Linked DNA regions of Hordeum vulgare: all the other regions are linked to region 1. Evidence: chromatin contacts called from public Hi-C data. All regions are on one chromosome and are shown on one strand. Each heading gives the region's core, a stretch centred on a gene start, on an enhancer-like site or on the middle of the called end of the contact. The rest is flanking DNA. Distances are from core to core; before and after follow the strand shown.

Region 1 (3,109 bases), core at 497-2,996:
GTTGTACTAGAAACTCACAGATTATCGATCGCTGCGTCTCATAGTTGGGTAAGACCAACTCAGACCTTATCTCGACTCGGATTCTACTACGTCGAATCCGACCAGATCTTTCTAAGTCCATATTATCTGGATAGCATCCAATGCTACATGGTCAGTGAGACCGGACCATCCATCGTATCATATAATAGTCTAGTTGGTTGCGTGTCCACACACCCCTTTCGACTAGGGACCATTTCGGACAATCATCATACAATGCATAGTCTCACAAACAAATCGTGTACTTGTTAATATGCATCATTCATAATGTCCAAGGACTATCTTTATTCATAAACACATATAAAACATCATCATACATGATTGCCTCTAGGGCATATCTTCGACAGTAAGCTCATGGTGCTCATGGTGCCCAATTCCTGTATCACGTGGTGTAAAATTACATATGTTGATGTTTGTGTTTAAACGTGAAAACACAGTAGTGTTAGACACATATTACCTATTTTATATATACATTTGCTTGCCTAGTATTCGAGACACTTCTCCACTGAATATGTAACATGCAAATATATTTTTATGCTAACTTTTGCTATCTCGGTATTGACTTGGTGATTATTTAACCAATACAAATTCATTTCTCGTCGCATTGCTCTCATTGCATACACCACACTTGTTGTCCTTGATCACCCGACCATCCATACACATAGTAATCAAACCCACTGACATAGCAGTGAGATTGTTGTGTAAGTCATTTATGCGAACATGCCTTATAAAGGTAGCGTTCACATATCTAGTTCGACCACAGTGGTAAAGAAGCTAAACTTTCGCATGGAATGTGGAAGTACATCGAGCTTACATATCAAACCACACAAGGCAAGACACTTATCCATGACACACAATTCATGAATCACGTGGTGGCAGTTGAGCGAGGGAGCACGACAAAGAGTGGTGGCAATTGAGCTAGGGAGCATGACAAGGCATGGTGGCAATTGAGCTAGGGAGCTTGACAAGGGAGCTGAAAGAGTGGCAATGATGGTTAAGCTTGTTACTATGTTGGTGATAAAGTTGGAGACCTTGTGGCTGGTTTAGGTGAGACCTGGACATCTCACACATGGCGGTACATTCTGTTGTTATTGTGACCCCATGTGTTTATGTGTCTTTTGAAGAACGGTATATTTCTTTAGAAATCGAAGTTTAAACTCACTTCAAACTCGAGCTTTGGTCCAAACTATTTTCTGCATGCTTTTTCCGAAATGTACTATGTTTTTTGTTTAACTTTTGCGGTAATGCTTTGATATCGGATTTCTTTGTGGTTGAGTGCATCGATTTCACCCAAAAATATAATAACATTAGAAACATGATATACGCTTCTTCATAGACACATTTGCTTGCTTAGTTTTTCGGACATTTCATTCCATGAACACGTAACATGGAAATAATTGTTTTATGTTGAATTTGACCTGATGATTATTCAACCAATACATATATATTCGTCTCTCATTGCTACATGATAAGAAACAAACTTACAGTAAAAGCTTGTGAAGAAGTGGAAAATACGTTTCAAGAGTTTCGAAAAGATGTGTTCCATTTTCGCCAAAAGAAAGATGGGTTTCTTTTTTTTTTCGTTGCTGACTTTCAGCAATCAATCACTCTAGCTTTTTCAAACTGGCTTTAATTCCAAAGCATACGGCTGACCTAGACTTGGATTTGTTGCCTACATGGGCCCATGGGCTCAAAGCATGAGGCGTAGTACTCAATAGTTGGTGGAGTTGGCCCATGCGTACTCAATAGTCATCGTCGACACTGCCAGGGACCATAATCTCCATCGACTCCACTCTCGAGCAATGGCCAGCGAACTGCCGCCGGCGGCGGCGGGGACTACGCCAGCAGCGAAATGTCCGTCGATCTCATCCACGACCCACGCTACCGCCGGCGACGGAACCAGCACCACCATATCCTCCCTCGGCGAAAACCAGCTTCTCGAGATCTTCCTCCGCCTGCCCAACCTGCCGGCGCTCGTCCGCGCCGCGCTCACCTGCCGCTCGTTGCTCGGCGTTGTCCGCTCCTCCCGGACCTTCCGCCGCTTCCTTGCCATCCACTCCACTCTCGAGCAATGGCCAGAGAACTGCCGCCGCCGGACCTTCCGCCGCCTCTTCCTTGCCATCCACCAGGCGCCCCCTCCTTCGCCCCCCTGCACCGCTCGGATCCCGTGGTCACCGTCGCCCTCCGTCGCGGCGACTTCTTCCTCACCTCCCTCCCGCTGGACGACGGCTGGACTGTCACGGACTGCCGCGACGGTTACATCCTCCTGTGGAATACTTTCTGGGCCGTGGCCGCGGTGAACCCCATGATCTGGGCCGTGCACGTTGTCTCGTTCCCCGACGATGTCGCCGATGGGAGTCTCGGCGATTTCGCCTTCCTTGGTTTCCACCTGCTGACTTGCGAGGAGAATCCCCGGTCGTTACGCGTGGTCTGCGTCTGCGCCGACGTGTCTAGGGGATTGGGCTGTCCACCCCTGGGTGGAGATCGGCGGTGACGAGCACAGCCTAAGTACGGTGCTGGCACGCTGGTGGATGGTTCCGTTTACTGGCCTGTCTACGGCGGAGGACGCATGATCAGGATCAACACGGCCACCATGAACGTTTCCTCAGTGGAGTGGATCTACCCTCGCAGGCAATCGATTTCTCGCAATAAGATTTCATGCTTGGGGATACCAAGGATGGACAGCTCTGCATGGTCCACATAGTTTTAAATAGCCTGCTATAGCCTTTTTAGCAGGATGCCGTTAAATGGTATCATGTACAAATATATCGTTATAGCCCCGTTATACCTTCGCTATAGCTGATTTAGAGGATCGCCGCTATTTGCCGTAGCCCGTTATTTAAAACATTGATGGTCCATACATCTGATGAGTTCCTCCTTCACGTTTGGACCCGTAGTTTGGACCGTGATGGTATTGGGATTTGGGCACGGCAGAACATACTCTCTTTAAGCGCAGAAATTGATCGGGTCACTCGGGGCCTGCAGGACCAACTCAGAGTTGTGCAAGTTAGGTCTGGATGCGTCTATTTGTCCAAGATACTCATAACCCCTGCTGACACACAGGGCACCTAGT
Region 2 (3,010 bases), core at 425-2,924, 290 kb after region 1:
GAACATAGTGGCGTAGATAAAGTCGTGTCTGGTATGAACGGAACAATACATGTATGTATGTAACCAAATATGCAAAAATTACTTAAAGCAAAACAACATAACAAATTTATGTGCAAAACATAAGAAAAACATTACCCATGTTGCGCGTGGCGGCATGCTGCATGTTCTGATACATTCATGCTGGACGAGTTGACATGGAATATGATTACATTTTGTAATTATAACTATTTTTGTAATTCGAAATATTTTTTATAAAATATAGACTTTCTTTTAAATTCATGAACATGATTTGAAATAAGGTGACATTTCCATATTTTTAAAAACCCAAAGCATTCTTTGTATTATCAAAATATTTTCCAAATTCATGAATATCCTTGGAAATTCGAATACCTAAAAATTATTGATTTTTATAAATTCTTAACATTTTCAAAATTCAGATTATTTGCAAAAAATACTATTTTTTATGAATTCAAAAACATTTCTTTATAATTTTCTATTTTTCCAAATTAGTAAACATTTTTCGAAATTCATAACATTTAAAAATTAGTCAATATATTTTGGAGTCCAGACCTTTTATGAATTTCGTGAACATTTGTTATATTCGTAAAAAGGAACATTTTTTAAATTCCTGAACAGTCTAAGAAATCCGTAAACATTTTCATTTTGGTGAAGATGTTTTGAAATCATAAAACATTTTCCAACATTTTATCAAATCCAGGTATATTTTTAAATTCCTGAATAATTCTTGAAATACGGAAATGCGTTCCAAATTCATGAACATTTTTCAAAAAATGGAAACATGTTTCATATTTTTGGACCATTTTAGAAATCCAAGATCAGTTTTCGTTATTTGAAATAGAGACTAAAATACCAATAATTTTTCTAAACTTTTTCAATATTTTGAGAATTTCATGAGCAACTTTTGAATTTCAAAATTATTAAATAACACATAAGAACTCAAAACACAAAAGGCAAAATGAAAAAAAAAATAATGAATCAAAAAACAAGACCCAACAAGACCTATGGTGCGAGCGGTTTTAGGAGCATTTTGTGCTACAGTCGGGACTGGTTTAAGGAAACTTCCATAATTTTTTGGTTTTTCCATGTTATTAGAGAGGTGCTCTTATGTAAATTCTCTTTTTATATTTCCAAATACATTTCAACTATTTTGAATACATGTTGAGCTCTTTTTATATACATGAGTTGAACATTGTTTTTCATACATGTTGAACATTTCTTTAATACATCTTGAACAATTGCCAAATGCACATTGAACATATTTTGAATACACAGTGAACACTTTCTGACACATAACCTTTTATAATACATGGTGAACTTTTTTAATACACATTCAATATATAATATAAATTCATGAACATTTGAAAAAAATGTATGGAAATTTGTTATTTTTACACCATTTTTTTTAATCTCGTGACCATTTTTTGAATTGTATAAAAGTTTTTAGAAATACTATGTGAACATTGTTTTAAATGTCACAAGCATATTTTAAAAGCGTGTGAACATTTATTAACATTACAAACATTTTTTCTTAAATTATACGCACATATTTTCTACACTATATGAAAAATAAAACCTGAAACGAACCAACATGTGTCTTGCCAGCTACTGGATCAGCCTACTACTATGGAGGCTGGTTGTGGGGACGGCTCTTCGTGAGGGGAGCTCCTATTCAACGCTGCAGGCGCCATTAGAAGAAGTGGCGTCTACAACGACATAGGTCCAAGGTTATTAAAAACTAAAATGAAAAATGGCAAAAGGTAAAAAACGGGAATTTGGAAAATTTTAAAGTTTTAGAAAAACATTAAAAAAATTCCAAAAATTAATCAAACTTCAGTCACGACTTTAAAAAAAAGTTCATCAAAGAGAAGTTCAAAAAATTTCAAAAAAGTTCATCCACACTTGAATAAAGTTCAAAGAGTTTGAATTTTTTAAAGACTTTCAAGAAAGTTCATCAGAATTTTATGAAAAATATAGAATTGATAAAATAGTTAATCAAATTTGAAAATGGGTCATTGATATTAAAAAATCATTCATTTGAAAAATGTTCATCGAAATTGAAAACAATCGTGCACTTTCGTAAAAGGAAAAATAAATAAAAAGTAAAAGGAAAGAGAGTAAATAAAAGAAATAGATAAAGAAAAATAAAAGTTATTTGGAAAAGGATAAAATAGAAAATACGGATGTCATCTCCATGAGTGCTCGACGTTTCGTAGTGGTTTTATCTCGTCCGGCGTAACCCAACTTGTCAAGAGTTCGAACCCTGGTACAGAGCGCATCCCCACTTCCGGCTTGGGCCTTCCCAATTTAGATTCCTTTCTCCTAAAAATTTCAATAAAAGGTGCTACGCTAGAGATCGAAGCCGCGACCTGACGCTTCGCAGTAATCGGACTAACCACTAGGGGGCGCAATACATGTGACAGAGTACTTCATTTTCGCCATTTTATTCTCCTCTTCCTGGTTTTTTGATTCGCGGTCGTTTTGGGAGTTTTATTCGGGTTTTCTTGTATTTTATTTTTTACTGAAATGCGCGGATTTTTCTAAAAAAATCTTGAATTTGTTTTTCAGTTTTATGAACTTTTTAAAAAAATGTCAAGTTTTTCTCGAAATTCAATGAAATTATAAATAAAAATTGATGAACTTTCTTTCAAATTCGATTAAAAAAAATCAAAATCGATGAAATTTTTTCAAGTTTGATGATTTTCTTAAAAAAAATAGATGAACTCTTTTCACATTCAATGATTTTTTTTTAAATTCGATCAACTTTTTTCAAATTTGATGAATTTTTTTTAAATCGGATGAATTCTTTTCAAATTTGGTGAACTTCTTTAAACTTTTATGAACTATTTTTGGAAATTAATTAAATTTTCTTAAATTTAACGAACATTTTTCAAAATCATTGAACTTTTTATCAAAATTCATGAAACTTTTGTTGGGGCACGTTGCATGGAAAAAAATCGTACAAACATGCAAGAAATATCTAAGGAGATCA
Region 3 (3,037 bases), core at 57-2,556, 500 kb before region 1:
GATTGCGACTTGGCAGTTATGTACAAGTGATTCCCCTAGATTCCTAGTTACATCAACAGATTCCAAGATTCGAGTTGCTGATGGTGTTGATATTGTCCAAAAGTTTAAAGGTATATTTTCACAGAAGTTCCCATCCTTTATTCCGTTAGAAAGTTGCCATTTTTCACAACATTTTAACGTTCCATGTCCTCAGTGATCCTAACACCACCCGTCCACCCCTTTGTACCTTAATGATGCAGGGCCTTGGAAGTCGAAGGCTCTTTCAACACCATCACTAACATCAGATGGCAGATATCTTATATCCACCGGCATGGACTCCAATGTCTACATATGGAATTTTGACAATCCAAGCAACACCTTACAGAAAGGCGAAGCCAAATCGGTTCGATCGTGCGAAATGTTCTTCTCCAAGGACGTGACAACCGCGGTGCCATGGCCGGGGGTGCATCGGGACAGGCATGTCAAGCCGTCCCGCCTGACCGAGAAATCTACCAGCATGCCGGCTTTACACCGTCATGGAGGAGAAAGCCGTTCCCCTGGGACATGGTTCTTCGCCGACGGCATGAGGGGGTCTGTGACGTGGCCAGAGGAGAAACTCACTTCCTCGGCGAAGCCCGTAAATGGCCCCCGGCTAGCCGACTGTCTGTCGGCGATATCGGCTGCCTGGAACATGGTGATAGTGACGGCGAGCCACGGGGGAGTGATCCGGTCCTTCCACAACTACGGCTTGCCTGTGACGTTGTGAGGTTGTATGTAAGCTTTGGCTAGTAGCTTCTCTTTACTGACGACCTTGAGTTGTTGTTTTTCCTTCTTCCTCCGGAAGGGTTGGGAGAGTGGTGGAAGAGAGGTTTGTTTGGTATAGCACAAAGAAAAGAGGGAATATTTGTACCACGGGGGCTCATAACTTCTGAAGAAGGAGATTAATCAGTGGAGATGCTTGCTATTGTCCGCAAGCTCTCTCTTTTTTTCCTTCTTCATGAAAAGGCATCAAAATTGTTACTCCGTTTTTTTGTTGTTAGTTACTGCTAGCATTTCTATCTGTTGTGACTATATAGGAGTATATACTTTCTTTGTACCATTAATAACTGTAGTTGGGGAGAATAGTTTAGTTCTCTACGAGGTAACTAACTTACATGGCCCTCTGTTGAAGCTGTTTTCAAAGATGGTGTGGTGTTGTTATACTCTTAGAAGACCTTTCAGTACAAGTCGTGATGTTTTTTTTGGCAGCATTTCAGTCCAGTTCATGTCAGTCAAGCTGGTGAGGTGACGTCTCCTACCAGTTGCTTCCAGACTTCCAGTCACGATCATGTGCTTGTTGTGATTCTCCTCGTGTGGCTATGCGCGTTGGGTACAGAAAGCGCTACTGGAATGAGCGACGTTCAGGTCCAACTTGGTGAGTTGGTGGCAGGAAAAGCTCCAACCTAACCCACAACGCAGGCGGAGCCGCACGTTTCGATCGGTTCGGCTCACTCGCATCCGTCACCTGCCTGCGCCCCATTTTACAGTTGCAAATATTGCACGTTCCTGATGACAACGTTCACGAGATGCATGTTGCTGCTAGGCTACACATGTACAGTACAGTACAACACAGGGGGCCAACAGTGAGGGTGTGTTCAATAGCGTGCATAAGGGTGCATAAGACTAAAAATTTCCTCTCCGATCTATTTTTAGGTGTTTGATAGGGTGGATGAACTCTCCTCGGCATAGCCCAACAGATGCAAAAAAGCCCCAGAACTATGCTGAAAGGAGCTCGCCCATACAGGCGAGCTTGGCTCAGCTACGCTCACATCGACCCCAGCAAAAATCCCTCCCCGACCCACTCTCCTCGCTCGGCCTCCCCTCATGCCCCCGAGCTCGTGACCTACCGCGCCGCCCCGCCGTCGCATCCCCGCCGCCAGGACGAGCCCGCCGTCTGGCCAAGAGGTAGACTCCTCCCCCTCCGCCCTCTCCCTCCCCGTTCCTTCACCTTCCCCCTCGCATCGCCCCGCCAGGACCAGCCCGCCGTCCCGCCATCGCGTTCCGGCCGCCAAGCCTACCCGTCGTCCCGCCGTCGCGTCTCCAGTAGCCACTCTGCCTCCTCCCCCTCCGCCCTCTTCCCCCCATCCTTCACCTCCCCTTCCGCCATCTTCCCTCTTTCCTTCACCTCCCCCCTCCTTGCTGCGTCGGACATGGCTGCCTCGACAGGGACATAACTCTTCCCCCTCCCCCCTCCCCCCCTCATATTTATTTTTGCTCATTGCTTGTGATGTTGGAATAAATCTGTTGTGTTAAGTTTCACTTTTTTGCATATTTTTCTGCTAAGATTGAACTTGTTTGTATTGTAATAGATGGATGAATTGGCAAGAAAACGAAGGCAACTAATGTGAGAGGAGCTGGTCTAGTGGCTGGGTTGTATGCTTACATGATAGTCTTGTTTAGAAGGGCTAAACAACAAACACCGCGGATAACCGTGGGCAGCATGCCCGATCGTGCCATAACTAGAGAGTCAAATTTGAGATATGTGGGAGAGGGGAGATGGGTTAAAAGTTCCCACAGGTAGTAAATTAGAGCGTGCTACCCAAATATATTAAATTTCTACCATAGCTAATAGTTACCATTTCATAGGAAAAAAAATTCCTTGTTGATGCGGGGTATGCTTTGAGGCCGGGTTTTCTTCCACCATACCGTGGCACGAGGTACCATTTGAAAGAGTATGGACGAGGAAACCATTCTCAAAATGCTAAATAGTTGTTCAAGTTAAGACACTCTTCTTTGAGGACAACGGTTGAAAGGGCTATCAACAACACTTGCCATGTTGAAACACACTCTGACTTGTACAAGGCTGTCATGGACCTTACTATGTTAGATCAAAATGAGCGCTTGGCCGTTTTAGATTACCTCACAGAACATAAGGCAGAAGGCCTTAACTTTATGAAGATGGATGAGGAATTCCGTCAAGCATCGTTCAAGCGTATCTTGAAAGCAAATCCTGATCTTCTTTGAGTTGATGTTAGTTGATGCTTGTTGAAACTGTCCCTTTTGGTTATGGTTATTATGT

Evidence for each region. Hi-C and Micro-C count contacts between places; a contact is called where the count stands out from the background.
Region 2: a Hi-C map of seedling shows a contact between it and region 1, with 3 times the contacts expected there. The contact joins two enhancer-like sites. A contact is called at or near these places in 3 of 6 Hi-C or Micro-C datasets (leaf and seedling).
Region 3: a Hi-C map of seedling shows a contact between it and region 1, with 5 times the contacts expected there. The contact joins two enhancer-like sites. A contact is called at or near these places in 4 of 6 Hi-C or Micro-C datasets (leaf and seedling) and 1 of 1 datasets of contacts at active chromatin or transcription factors (embryo).

What each region holds. Positions count from the first base shown.
Region 1 is chr2H:470,170,973-470,174,081 of MorexV3_pseudomolecules_assembly, reverse strand. It overlaps the pseudogene LOC123430269. Among protein-coding and RNA genes, the nearest start is that of LOC123430268, 120 kb to the right of the region's middle. Within about 2 kb of position 1,746, at least 2 of the 3 cell types and tissues checked have open chromatin away from gene starts, as enhancers often do. A contact at or near this core is called in seedling, where this site is marked.
Region 2 is chr2H:469,878,640-469,881,649 of MorexV3_pseudomolecules_assembly, reverse strand. No RefSeq gene overlaps it. Among protein-coding and RNA genes, the nearest start is that of LOC123430267, 98 kb to the right of the region's middle. Within about 2 kb of position 1,674, at least 3 of the 3 cell types and tissues checked have open chromatin away from gene starts, as enhancers often do. A contact at or near this core is called in seedling, where this site is marked.
Region 3 is chr2H:470,673,795-470,676,831 of MorexV3_pseudomolecules_assembly, reverse strand. LOC123426697 reads left to right here. Exons shown (of 8, transcript XM_045110568.1): 7 at 17-110; 8 at 240-1,128. The coding sequence ends at 745. Among protein-coding and RNA genes, the nearest start is that of LOC123426697, 9.4 kb to the left of the region's middle. Within about 2 kb of position 1,306, at least 3 of the 3 cell types and tissues checked have open chromatin away from gene starts, as enhancers often do. A contact at or near this core is called in seedling, where this site is marked.